Linked DNA regions of Sus scrofa: all the other regions are linked to region 1. Evidence: chromatin contacts called from public HiChIP or PLAC-seq data. All regions are on one chromosome and are shown on one strand. The core of a region is the stretch at or near the end of the contact, and the rest is flanking DNA. Distances in the headings are between cores, read along the strand shown.

The links. HiChIP or PLAC-seq counts read pairs in DNA pulled down with a chosen protein or histone mark.
Region 2: a contact with region 1 is called in an H3K27ac HiChIP or PLAC-seq map of alveolar macrophages. The contact joins two enhancer-like sites. A contact is called at or near these places in 2 of 47 Hi-C or Micro-C datasets (embryonic fibroblasts and subcutaneous adipose tissue) and 1 of 2 datasets of contacts at active chromatin or transcription factors (alveolar macrophages).
Region 3: a contact with region 1 is called in an H3K27ac HiChIP or PLAC-seq map of alveolar macrophages. The contact joins two enhancer-like sites. A contact is called at or near these places in 9 of 47 Hi-C or Micro-C datasets (blood, brain, embryonic fibroblasts and 4 more) and 1 of 2 datasets of contacts at active chromatin or transcription factors (alveolar macrophages).

What each region holds. Positions count from the first base shown.
Region 1 is chr14:12,416,330-12,420,499 of Sscrofa11.1, reverse strand. No RefSeq gene overlaps it. Among named protein-coding and RNA genes, the nearest start is that of EXTL3, 19 kb to the left of the region's middle. Within about 2 kb of position 1,944, at least 7 of the 83 cell types and tissues checked have an H3K27ac peak or open chromatin away from gene starts, as enhancers often do. A contact at or near this core is called in alveolar macrophages, where this site is marked.
Region 2 is chr14:12,546,585-12,550,855 of Sscrofa11.1, reverse strand. The region is part of intron 6 of EXTL3 (exostosin-like 3); the gene reads right to left. Among named protein-coding and RNA genes, the nearest start is that of EXTL3, 110 kb to the right of the region's middle. Within about 2 kb of position 1,250, at least 1 of the 83 cell types and tissues checked has an H3K27ac peak or open chromatin away from gene starts, as enhancers often do. A contact at or near this core is called in alveolar macrophages, where this site is marked.
Region 3 is chr14:12,592,168-12,596,488 of Sscrofa11.1, reverse strand. It overlaps INTS9 (integrator complex subunit 9), which reads left to right. Exons shown (of 17, transcript XM_001928998.7): 12 at 2,102-2,273. Among named protein-coding and RNA genes, the nearest start is that of INTS9, 98 kb to the left of the region's middle. Within about 2 kb of position 1,813, at least 1 of the 83 cell types and tissues checked has an H3K27ac peak or open chromatin away from gene starts, as enhancers often do. A contact at or near this core is called in alveolar macrophages, where this site is marked.

The sequences.
Region 1 (4,170 bases), core at 695-3,194:
CCCAGGCTAGGGGTTGAACTGGAGCTGCAGCAGCCAGCCTACGCCATGGCCACAACAATGCCACATCTGAGCTATGTCTGCAACCTACACCACGGCCCCGATCCTTAACCCAATGAGTGATGCCAGGGATCGAACCCACACCTTCAAGGATACTAGTGGGTTTTTAACCTGCTGCACCACAACGGGAACTCCTAATGGTACATCTTAAAGTAACTAAGACATGGTCTGTGCCTGTTGGTGATGTTAAATTTGATATACATGACCATTCCACTGTGTGAATATATCACAATCTATCCATTTTGCTGTTGATGAGCATTTGGTTATTTCTAGTTTTTTTTTTTTTTTTTTTTTTTAATGGCCACACCTGTAACATATGTAAGTTCCTGGGCCAGGGATTGAATCTGAGAGAAAGAAGCCAAACACACAAATATCTACCTATCTATTTATCTGTCTATCATCTATCTCTCTGTGTGTACACATCAAACAAGCAAGGCTAATATACAGTGATAGAATCTGGAAGTTCTTACCTTTGGGGAGATACTGATTGGGAGGGGGCGGAAACATCCTACATCTCAACTTGGTTTGTGGTTACACGGCCCTAAAATACATGTAAAAAGTTCTGACTGATGCAATTTACTCTTCATAAGTTATACCTAAACCTCAATCTAAAAGTACGAAAATATATTAAAGTTAAAAAGTAATTCGGTAACCGGTGAATTACCACACATTCCAGAACAGAAAACAAGCGGTGCTCTGTCCCTCTCCCCCGCATCCTAATTTAGCTTGCTCCTTGTGTGTCTGTGCCAGGCATACGGCATACGGGGGTGCTGTTAGCATATGACGTGGGGGAGACGTGCAAAGCAAGCAGACAGCCAGGCAGATGGGAACACGCTCACCTTGTGAGGGGAGGGGATCCGGACCTTCTTCAGCAGCTTCCTCGGCTGCGGATGGAGAAGAGACACAGATGCCTGAGAAAGATGGTGGAACTAGCAGTTTCTCTGTAACTCCTTTCCCCGATTTCACCCTCCCGCTCTACCTCATGGTCAAGGAAAACTCAAAGCGCTAACACCCAGGCTTTAACTTCTACCGATGTGATTCACTTTGGTCACGTGGTGAGGACCCATCAATCCTCTCCTCTTCCTTTCCCTCTTCCTCACCTATTTCATCCTTTTCTCCTAGCATCATTCTCCGTGCCCGCCTCCCACTGTTTCTTCATCTTCCTACTTCTTTTCCTGTCCCCCCCCCTCTGTGTAATTCCCTCTCTCCCCCATCTGCCCACTCATGTCTTTCCTCTAGCAAGTGGGAGAAACAGCTAACGATTTTCTACAGCATTCCGAATGATTTCATTTTAAAAAGGAATTTGGAAACGGCTAGGTTTTGTTTTGCAAAACAGCTTTTCCGTTCATTTAGACGCACGTGGACATGAGCACATGGAGATTTGATTTTTCAATTAGCTGTTAATCTAAAAGTTATAAAACAAACCTGTTGGAGTCATACCGTGGTGGGCTTGCTTTCCTTTCTCCCTTCCCCCTCCCCGAGGAAAACAATTTCCAGCAACATTATTATTAAGGACTGAAAAGATGTACTTAAGGTGAAAGTCACATAAAATTTCTAAATGACCTCAATTTATGTGCACAATTACTGACAAAGTGCCTAGTGGTGGAAAAACAGGGACGAGAGATTTCCTTCATTGAGAGCTTATGATGCTCAGAGAGAAGAGTGGATGGGTGGGGGTGTGCATGGAGGGAGGGGGCAGGGAGAAAGGAAAAGGCTGGAGACCTGAAAGGCATGTGGACGGAGACCGGGCAGGAGAGACAAAATGGAATCAGGGCTGGACTACCCACTAGCCTTCCAACCCGAGGTCTTTAACAGCCTATTCAGTATTGGAAAGCGGGGCGAGAGCTGCCTGGTCAAGGTGGAGTCGGGGTGCAGGGAGAGGAAGGGAAGGACGCCCTCTGGTGGCATCGACTCGCCTTTCCTCTGCTGTCCCGAAGCACTCCGCTAACCGTGCAATCCACTTCTGGACACCCGAACACTGAATTAACAAGACCCTCCCCTACACTCCAGAAGGCCGACGAGGAGCCAAAGTTTATAACTCTACCCCACTGCCAGCAGCCCATCTACTATTGTCTACAGCTTTTTACACGACTCTCCCCAAGAGAAAGTGCTGGAAATAAAACATTCTCCACTTCACTACGTTTCCAGCAAGGTATGGGCACTCTTCAGAGGTTGATGTTTGTGCAACTACTATCCGCCCCACCTTTGACTCAGCTCTGCAGGGAGTTAGTGTGGGACCGTTTAGAAAATTCACCATAGGAACATGGAAAAAATCATACCATTTAACCTGATTCTCAGTTCCCAAATCTTAACAATTAGGAATGATAATACCTACCACCCACGTCTGTTTGGAGGGTTAAATGAGATGCAGTGCCTGGCAGGCGGTAGATCAGCTCAGGGAAGGTTGGTTCTTTTCCATTTCCATCCCACTCCACGCTCATGCCACCACCATTAAAAAAGATGAGTTGGGGAGTTCCTGTCATGGCGCGGTGGTTAACGAATCCAACTAAGAACCATGAGGTTTCGGGTTTGATCCCTGGCCTTGCTCAGTGGGTTAAGGATCCAGCATTGCAGTGAGCTGTGGTGTAGGTTGCAGATGCGGCTCGGATCCCGCGTTGCTGTGGCTGCGGTGTAGGCCGGCAGCTACAGCTCTGATTCGACCCCTAGCCTGGGAACCTCCACATGCTGGGAGAGCAGCCCAAGAAATGGCAAAAAGACAAAAAAAAAAAAAAAAAAAAAGATGAGTTGGGGAGTTCCCTGGTGGTGCAGTGGGTTAGGGACCTGGCATCACTGCTGTGGCCAGGGTGGCTGCTGGAGCACAGGTTTGAGGCCTGGCCCTGGAACTTCTGCATGCCAGTGGGGGTGGACAAAAAGGAAAAAAAAAAAAAAAAAGATGAGTTGGTAAGTTTATTTCCTCAGACCACTGGAAGGAAATCAAAATAAACCAGTTCGTGTGGGCAGGACTGACTTGGTTCTCAGCTCCTGGGCTCTCAATAACTACCTCTTTGCTTAGGTTTGTGACAGTTTGGTGAAGCTGCTTTGATGAAGTAGCATCTTGATGTGGCCTAAAATGCCATCATGGCTGTTCATCTTCAGAAACATTCCCATCCCCAGATGGATGTCAGTTTCGCAAGTTACCTAGGAACAAAGCACAAGTGCAACCTAAGCGTGCCACATTTTCACAATCATGCTCACTATACGCTAGACTATTATGCTAAGCACTTAAAAAGAATTATTGGGTGTCCCCATTGTGGCTCAGTGGAAACAAATCTGACTAGCATCCATGAGGACACAGGTTTGATCCCTGGCCCCACTCAAATGATTCAGGTTAAGGATCCAGTGTTGCCATGAGCTGTGGTGTAGGCTGCAGACACGGCTTGGATCTGGCATTCCTGGGCCTGTGGCATAGCCTGGCAACTACTGCTCTGATTGGACCCCTGGCCTGGGAACCTCCATATGCCAAGGGTGCAGCCCTAAAGAGACAAAAAGAGAAAAAAAAATTTTATTTAAATGCAGTTGACTTACAATGTTGTGTTAGTTTCAGGTGATTCAGTTATATATATATTGTATATTATATATATATTATATAAAACATATATTTCTTTTTCTTTACATTCCCTTCCATTATAGGTTATTACAAAATACTGAGTATAGTTCCCTGTGCTATGAGTAGGTCCTTGTTGGTTATCTATTTTGCATATAGTAGTGTATATATATTTTCTCTCTCTCTCTTTTTTTTTTTTTTTTTTTTTTTTTTTTTTGTCTTTTTCAGGGCTGAACCTGCAGCATATGGAGGTTTCCAGGCTAGGGGTCTAATCGGAGCTGTTGCTGCTGGCCTATGCCAGAGCCATAGCAACGCCAGATCCAAGCTGCTTCTGTGACCTATACCACAGCTCATGGCAACTCCGGATCCCCAACCCACTGAACAAGGCCAGGGATCGAACCCACAACCTCATGGTTCCTAGTCGGATTCATTAACCAGTGAGCCACAAAGGGAACTCCCAGTAGTGTGTATATATTAATTCCAAAATTCCTAATATATCCCTCCCCCTCCTTCCCCTTTGGTAACTATATTTGTTTTCTATGTCTGTGAGTCTATTTCTGTTTTGTAAA
Region 2 (4,271 bases), core at 1-2,500, 130 kb before region 1:
TTAGCTATATCTTATCTTTTTATCCCATTCACAGAGATTTTCATTTTAATAACTATAATTTTCATTTCCAATTGTTCTATTTAGGTCTTTCAAATTTACTTGTTCTTTTTTCTTTATGAATATGACTATCTTTTCCTGAATAATTTTAAAGTTATTTTTATTATTATAAATTAAGAAAAAAAAATTGAATGGCCCATCATGTTCACTGTGGCTAAAAAGCAATCATCACATACAGCCAATATCGGCCATCAAAAGTCAAGTCTTTGGAGGAGTTCCCATCGTGGCACAGCAGAAACAAATCCAACTAGTACCCATGAGGATGGGAGTTCGATCCCCAGCCTCATTCAGTGGGTTAAGGATCCAGCATTGCCGTGAACTGTGGTACAGGCCGCAGGCAGAAGTCAGATGTAGCATTGCTATGACTGTGGTGTAGGCCAGCAGCTACAGCTCTGATTCGACCCCTAGACTGGGAACCTCCATTTGCCGAGGGTGCGGCCCTAAAAAGACAAAAAAAGAAAAAAGAAAAGAAAAAAAAAAAAAAAAGAAGAAGAAGCCAGATTTCTGGAGCTGAAATTGAGGAAGGATCATAATCACAGGCCAGGGCTCCCAGGGACAGTCACCTCAGAGCCAAAACGCTGAGGAAGTCATAACCCTCACAGAACCACCAGTCCCCTTCTTTGCCTCCTGCTCACCAGCAGCTCTGTAGAGCCCTTTTGGTTTACAGTCAACAACCAGTGACTTACTACTCTTCCCACAGCTTTCACAGAAGCAGGAGACGGATGTCAACAATTTAATTAAACAGCATCTACATCAAGTATTCTCCCTGTACCTAAAAATCTTCCTCATCTCGGATGCCAGCACTCAACCTCCGGGGGAAACACCCCCTAACCTGCAAATGACTCCACTGTGGCACAAAGAAGTTATTTTATACTGTTGTTTTCACTGAAGCAGTAGTTTCCAAATAAGTATTTTTAATTATGTAACTCATCAGTAAAAAACTTTGAGACTGCAAACCCCAGTGTATGTAGTTAAATATATGTTTATACTTTACATAATAAAACATACAAAAATTAAGAAGAATAAAGTAACAACTATACTATAAACTGAAGTGTGAACATTTACTTAAGCAGTATCATGAGTATTTCACATGGGAACATTCCGGGTAACTCAGTTGGACTAAGAGAGGTTATGCTCAGTAATGCTAAGGAAAATCCCTAATAGATATTGAGAACTTACGCAACATTAGTATTAAGGCACTTACTTATGAATCCTCTCTCTGCTTCCTTATGCCCTAAGCTATCTATCTTCTCAATGTTTTCTTGGTGACTTTTGCGGGGGCGGGGGGGGGGGTGCTGACCACAGCATATGGAGTTCCCAGGCCAGGGATCAGAGCCAAGCCACAGTTGTGACCTAAGCCGCAGCTGTGGCAATGCTGGAGCCTTAACCCACTGTGCCAGGCCAGGAATCGAACCTGTGACCCAGCACTCTCAAGATGCTGATCCCATTGCGCCACAGTGGGAACTCCTCTTTGTAACTTTTTAATCCTTTATTCTGTATGAAACCTATTTACATTCTGTATTTTTCTCTTCCTCAAGAAGATAACAGTACATTATTCAAACAATAATATGAAATTAACTCCCTGTTGTTTATTTAGTCAATACTGTTAGGATATTAACACTATTAAAATACTGCTATCATATAAAACAGTCATACCTTCCTAATTATAACAAGGGAAGGGACAGTGAAAAGTTGAAGTATTTAAAGCAAAAAATAATTACTATTTTATTACATAAAATAGTATGTATCTGATAATACTAAAAGTAGGTAAATTAATGAAAATAATTAGTTCAAACTGGTTCTATAATATGAAGTAAACAAATGGACTCAATTTGAAGGAATTAACTCAGAATTTGAAAATAGGCTCAATTTATTGAGCTTTTGATTTTAAAAAGTCATCCTGATTTTGATTTGAACTCTCCTTATATTTCCAAAAGATCAAGAAAATTCACAGAGGATACTTATTCAAGTTTTCACTTGGGAAATTTGTACGATGTATATACCATGTACACATTATTTCCATCTTACTCTCTACACTGAAGAGACATTTAACTAATGAAACACTGGCCTAATAATAACAAACACACTTCAATGATGATGAAAAATTCATCATGTCTGTGAGTACTTCAGGTGACTGATGGTATTATTAGGTACCTAATTACTCAGATACTTTAAGTTTTCATGGATAATGTCTTCTGATCTACTAGGGAGGTATAAACAGAAAGTATGTATCTTGGCTGAAGTCCAGTCCGTGACTACACAAGAAAGGATATATAAAAAATAGAAAATTGTACCCATCATTAATTTCTAAGACTCTTGCCTCCCTACCTTAAAGTTTCCAAAGAAGTGTACTTTTCATTGTTTAGTATCAGATCTACCACTGTATCTGGAAAGCATGCTTTTTTATATAAAAATATCATTATCATTCACAGTTAAACCCACACAATTTGGTGTATTATTTTGCTAATTATTCTTTTGTGAGGCTTTAGCAGAAGGCTAAGAAATCAAAGAAACCATGGGGAAATCAGGAGTTAAGTTATAACCCTGAGCCACACTTGGGAAAAGGTTGGAATGGGAATAAAGAATGCATAAGGCTCCAAAGCTTTTCTGTTTTCCTCTGTTAGGCTTTGTTGCATGGACACCACTCTTGCTTACCACTAAGATATAGTTTATCATTATTAATACAAGCTAGTGGTTACTCAGTCTAGAGCTTACTTTCAAAATGTAAGAAGAATGAAATATGCACCCAATTATTATTTACTCATAACATTCATAACACCCATGCAGGTAAATTTATTATTTTATAAAATTAAATAATACGCCTTTTTGACAATAACCTAAAGATATCAGGTGTGAATCTATAACAAATAGTGACAGCATAATCATAATTCTATTAATTTGGTTTTGGTTTTTTGTTTTGTTTTGTTTTTTCTTTTTTTAGCCAATCTGCGGCAAATGGAGTTCCAGGGCCAGGGATCAGATCCGAGACACAGTTGCTACCGAGGCCGCAGCTATAGCAAGGCCAGATCCTTTAACCCACTGTACCTGAGATCGAACCTGCGTCCTGGTGCTGCAGAGATGCTGCAGCTCCCCTTGAGCAGTAGCAAGAACTCCAAATACTATTAATTTGAAGCGACAGATTCTTTTTTTTTTTTTTTTTAATTTTCCCACTGTACAGCAAGGGGATCAAGTTATCCTTACATGTATACATTACAATTACAGATTCTTTAGTACTAATTGTTACAAGGCCTTTACCAGCCCTACCCTAACCCTTACCACAAGAGCTTTCACTTGCCTGAATCTGCAGCAGTGACAGAGAAGGTAATGGAACTGGTCTTTCTGTGTACTTAGTATGAAATTAGTATATTCTTCTGGTCAAATCTATTTTGCAACTCAAAAACAGAATTCAAATCTCTAGAATTCTGAGGGTACTTCTCCTCTTGAGTAAAGACCTTACAAAATAGTTATGTGCCAGGCACTACCCTCAGAGCTTTACACGCCTTAACTCAGAAATTCTAAAATTTTTTTGTCATGGATACCACCCTCAGTCTGGCTTGGTGATCTGGCGAAGTCTGTGGACTTCTCCCTAGAATGCTTTTTTTTTTTTGTCTTTTGTCTTTTTTGTTGTTGTTGTTGTTGTTATTGTTGCTATTTCTTGGGCCGCTCCCGCGGCATATGGAGGTTCCTAGGCTAGGGGTTGAATCGGAGCTGTAGCCACCGGCCTACGCCAGAGCCACAGCAACTCGGGATCCGAGCCGCGTCTGCAACCTACACCACAGCTCACGGCAACGCCAGATCGTTAACCCACTGAGCAAGGGCAGGGATCGAACCCGCAACCTCATGGTTCCTAGTCGGATTCGTTAACCACTGCGCCACGACGGGAACTCCTAGAATGCTTTTAAATACATAAAACAAACACTTGAGATTATAAAGGGAAATACATTATACTGAAATACAGTAATATATGTGCCCCTTTACTATTTTATCCTAAGTAACAAGGTCTAGGAGAAAGTTAACAACCACTGTAATTTCAAAGCAGGTAATAAACATAAACAATACCTCAAGATGTGGCAACAAGTTAATGTGACATGAAAAACGTGTGAGTTCTAGTAGTAACAAATCACAGTTACTTATGAATTACAGCCTGCTTCATAACTGATAAAAACGCTAAATTCAAATTCATGATTTGTGAAAATTAAAGATGTATTATTTTT
Region 3 (4,321 bases), core at 564-3,063, 180 kb before region 1:
TTTTATTCATATGAAAGTTCAAACACACACTCATCTGTGATACTTGGGCCAGGATAGTGGTTATCCTGGGAGTGGCGGTCGGAGCACTAGAAGGGGACAAAGGAGGATTTGAGTAACCAGTGATACTGTTTCTTCATGTGCATATGGGAAAATGGAAGTTTCCAGTTTATAGAAATTTCAGCAAGTTTGGGATGTCTGTGCTGATATTTATGTATAGGGATATATTCATTGATTTATTTGTTATGCATTTAACTATTTGGCTCAAGAGTGAATTGCAACAGGAGTTCCCACTGTAACTCAGTGGGTTGAGAACCTGACTAGTATCCATGTGGATATGGGTTCAATCCCTGGCCTCACTCAGTGGGTTAAGGATCCAGCATTGCCACAAGCTGTGGTATAGGTTGCAGATGTGCCTCGGATCTGGCATTGCTGTGGCTGTGACATGGGCCTGCAGCTGCAGCTCCAGTTTGACCCCTGGCCTGGGAACTTCCATATGCTGCATGTGTGGCTCTAAAAAGTAAAATTAATGAATGAATAAATTAAATTTTTAAAAAAGTAAATTGCAACAAATGTCTTGCTATTTTTTTTTTTTTAATCTTTTGTCTTTTTAGGGCCGCACCCATGGCACATGGAAGTTCCCAGGCTAGGGGTCAAATCAGAGCTGTAGCTACCAGCCTACACCGCAGCCACAGCAACACAGGATCTAAACTGCATCTGCGACCTACACTGTAGCTCACAGCAGCACCATATCCTTAACCCACTGAGCAAGGCCAGGGATAGAACCCACATCTTCCTGGCTACTCATTGGCTTTGTTACCATTGAGCCACGATGGGAACTCTGCTAATTTTTTTACATTTGACTGTTTTCCTATTCTGAGGGACAGGTCTTTCATGAACCAGAATGTCAAGTGGAAGGTTTTGAGGAGTTACTTGCCATCCTCATACTCTCTTACAGTAGCAAAAGGTTTTTGGAAGCTCTGTCATTCCTACCATGAAATTCAGGCTAGAAATGTAATATTAGAAAATTAAATATAGCGAAACATACTTTGTGGTGGGCTTTGCCACTAAAAGTCTCTTTGCCTCTGCCCAAATAGCAATTAGCCGTTCTTTAGAACTTGTTCTTTAAGGGCGTTAACCACATTCTTACCCACATATATGTCACAGATGACTTCTGTTCCCATTACAGTTAGGAAATGGAAAGACCACAGTTGCTTGATCAGGGTTCCTGGAATTCACTTGTCAGTATTAGGGTGTGATGGAGGTGAGAGTCAGTATTATGTGACCGGTGCTCATAAGATATGGTTCTGCTCTTAGAGCTGCTAAAACATTGCTATACAGAATGCCTACCTCATGGCTTCATTGGTTATATGATTTGCACCTTAAATCAGCACAAAGGTAATGCTGGACAGTTAAAGGTAGTGAGTCAGCTGGAAAAGTAGATGCATTTACCCCCCCAACCCCTGCAAAAAAAAATGATGAATTTATCTTAGTTTGCCTAAAAAGTGACTTAAGTTGTGTGCAAAGACCTGCTGCTCTTCTTAGAATCCCATTCATTTCCTTGCCATCTATGGATACAGTAGAACTAGTCTCTTAGTGGGCTACTTGCCCATTTAACTGGGGCAAGTAATGATTTGGTCCAGTCAGTTTATAAAAAGAATGTCAATTTTGGAAGTTCTCACTGAGGTTAGAGAGACCCAGGAATGTCTCTCTGAGGATGTGGATTTGATTCCTGGCCTTGCTCAGTGAGTTAAGGATCTGGCATTGCTGCAAGCTGTGGCATAAGTTGCAAATGCAGCTCAGATCCAGTGTTGCCATAGCTGTGGCATAGGCCAGCAGCTGCAGCTCCAGTCTGACCGCAAGCCAGGAACTTCCATGTACCCCAGCGGTGGCTGTAAAAAAAATTTTTTTAAGTCTCCATTAAGTATGGTATTTGTACCAAAAGGTCGCATCTTTTGAGAAAATCACGTTGGAGGTAAAGAAATTTGGATCTTTGGCAATTCTCTTGTACTTTTAATTTTTTCCACTCACTTTCCCACACTCTGGTTTTCCCTTCCTAGGCAGGCTGACTCTTCATGTGCTTTTTGTACATGTTTTCTTCCAGCTCATCCAGACCAACAAGCTGAAGCACTACCCCAGCATCCACGGAGACTTCAGCAACGACTTCAGACAGCCATGTGTGGTGTTCACAGGACACCCGTCCCTCCGGTTTGGGGATGTGGTCCATTTCATGGAACTCTGGGGAAAATCCAGTCTCAACACCGTCATATTTACAGGTAAATAAACCAACAAACAAGACCCCGCCCTTTCCACTGGGACTGGCCCTGAACACCTGGTAGGATGTACCTATCAGGTAGAAACCCTGGGAGGATTTTGATGGTAAAATGTAAATATGAACACCTCTGTCATAAATACCAAAGGATAAGAAGACCAGAAGGGAAAGGGTAAGAGCCAAGCAAGACGCTCTGTTATTAGATCACTGCACGCTGGACGGAACGTTCACATCTGTTTTTATAGAGAGATTTCTGGTCTAGAACTGCTTTTGATAGGATTTTGTAAGCTGTCTGAGACCTACAGCGATTTAGTAACCAGCCTTGTTTTATCCTTTTGGAACTACTTCCTTTGGTTACAGTTTACTCTGGCTTACAGTTTTTCTTACGGAGATGAATCCCTCAGAATAACACTCATCCTTTAATGAGGGCAAGTTAGGGATTTTACTTAATCACTCTCTTGGTTTGTCAGTTCAAGGTCTTCAGCCTTGGGATTTGAAATTCTCATGAGCAATGAAGTAAAAAACCTTGATCTAGGAGTTCTTTTGTGGCACAGCAAGTGAGGGACCAGGCTCGAGGTGCTGCTGTGGTGTGGGTTTGATCCTGGCCCTGGAACATCCGCGTGTTGCGAGTGCGGCCCAAAAATAAACAAACAGACAAACAAAAAAACACCTTGATGTAAAATCTGTTCCAAGTTACTGTACCCTAAGCCTGGTTACTCATGTCTCTGAGCCCTAGTTTCCTCACTGCTGCAAACTGGAATTGTCGGCACATCTCTCTTTGGGCAGCTTTGTGCATCTAGTGGAACATTGCAGGGAAGCACTGTTTACAGTGCCTGGCACAAAAGGCTGTTGAGAGAGTACCAGTTGCCTTTTTAGAGTTTTTAATTACTCTTGAGATGTGAGTGATGGAGGAGAGTCTGGTTATGCCCAAAGCTTCCTGGCCACCAGAAACACACCCTAACTGACTCATTATGGTGAGGTGGCTTTGGAGAAGTGGGAGACATCCCCAGGGCAGGTTCAAAAGAGCTTCTTATGGGTTTGAGCCTCGTGTTAGGTGATTTTTGAAACAGTTCATTGTCTGAGTTGCGGGCCATCAGGATGCAGTTCTCTACTTGGATATCTTTTTTTGTTTGTTTTGTTTTGTTTTGTTTTTGTCTTGTCTAGGGCTGCACCTGCGGCATATGGAGGTTCCCAGGCTAGGGTCCAATCAGAGCTACGCCAGAGCTCACGGCCACACCGAATCCTTAACCCACTGAGCGAGGTCAAGAATCGAACCCGCAACCTCATGGTTCCTAGTGGGATTCTTTAACCACTGTGCCATGACGGGAGCTCCTCTGCTTGGATATCTTAATGATTCTTATCCAAGAGGCAAGAAGAACGGAGCCAGGATAGGGTAGTGTTTGCTTGTTTTGCGGTTTAGACAGTGTTGTGGTTTTGCATTCAGGCATGATCGTGGAGGGCTCTTATTTTTAATCCGTCATTGTCACTGAGTGGCTATATCTGAGGTCAGCACTGTGTGAGGTTATTTATGTCTAGTAGGGGGACACCATGGCCTGGCCATGAGTGTGGGAACGTTCAGAAGAGCAGCTCCTGGGGAGTCCCCTTTGTGGCGCAGTAGAAACAAATCCGACTAATATCCACGAGGATGCGGGTTCAATCCCTGGCCTCACTCAGTGGGTCAGAGATCCAGTGTGGCTGTTGCTGTGGTGTAGGCCAGCAGCTGGAGCTCCAATTCGACCCCTAGCCTAGGAACTTCCGTATGCCACAAGTGCGGCCCTAAAAAGCAAAAAAAAAAAAAAAAAAAAAAAAAAAAAGAAGAGCAGCTGCTGTGTGCTGCTGTTCACCCTCCCAGGCCCCCTTTTAGCCAAAGGCAGAGGAAGTCAGACCACAAGTCATTGATTTATGATACCCAGGACCTCACCATTGCCAAGTTCAGCCAAGCAGGAAGTTACCTGGAGAAAGTTGTCTATAGTAGGACCAAGGGGGTCTCTCTCCTGTTCTTTTTGAGGAGCTGCAGGCTCTGATGTGACAGTGGGTACAATATTACAGAGG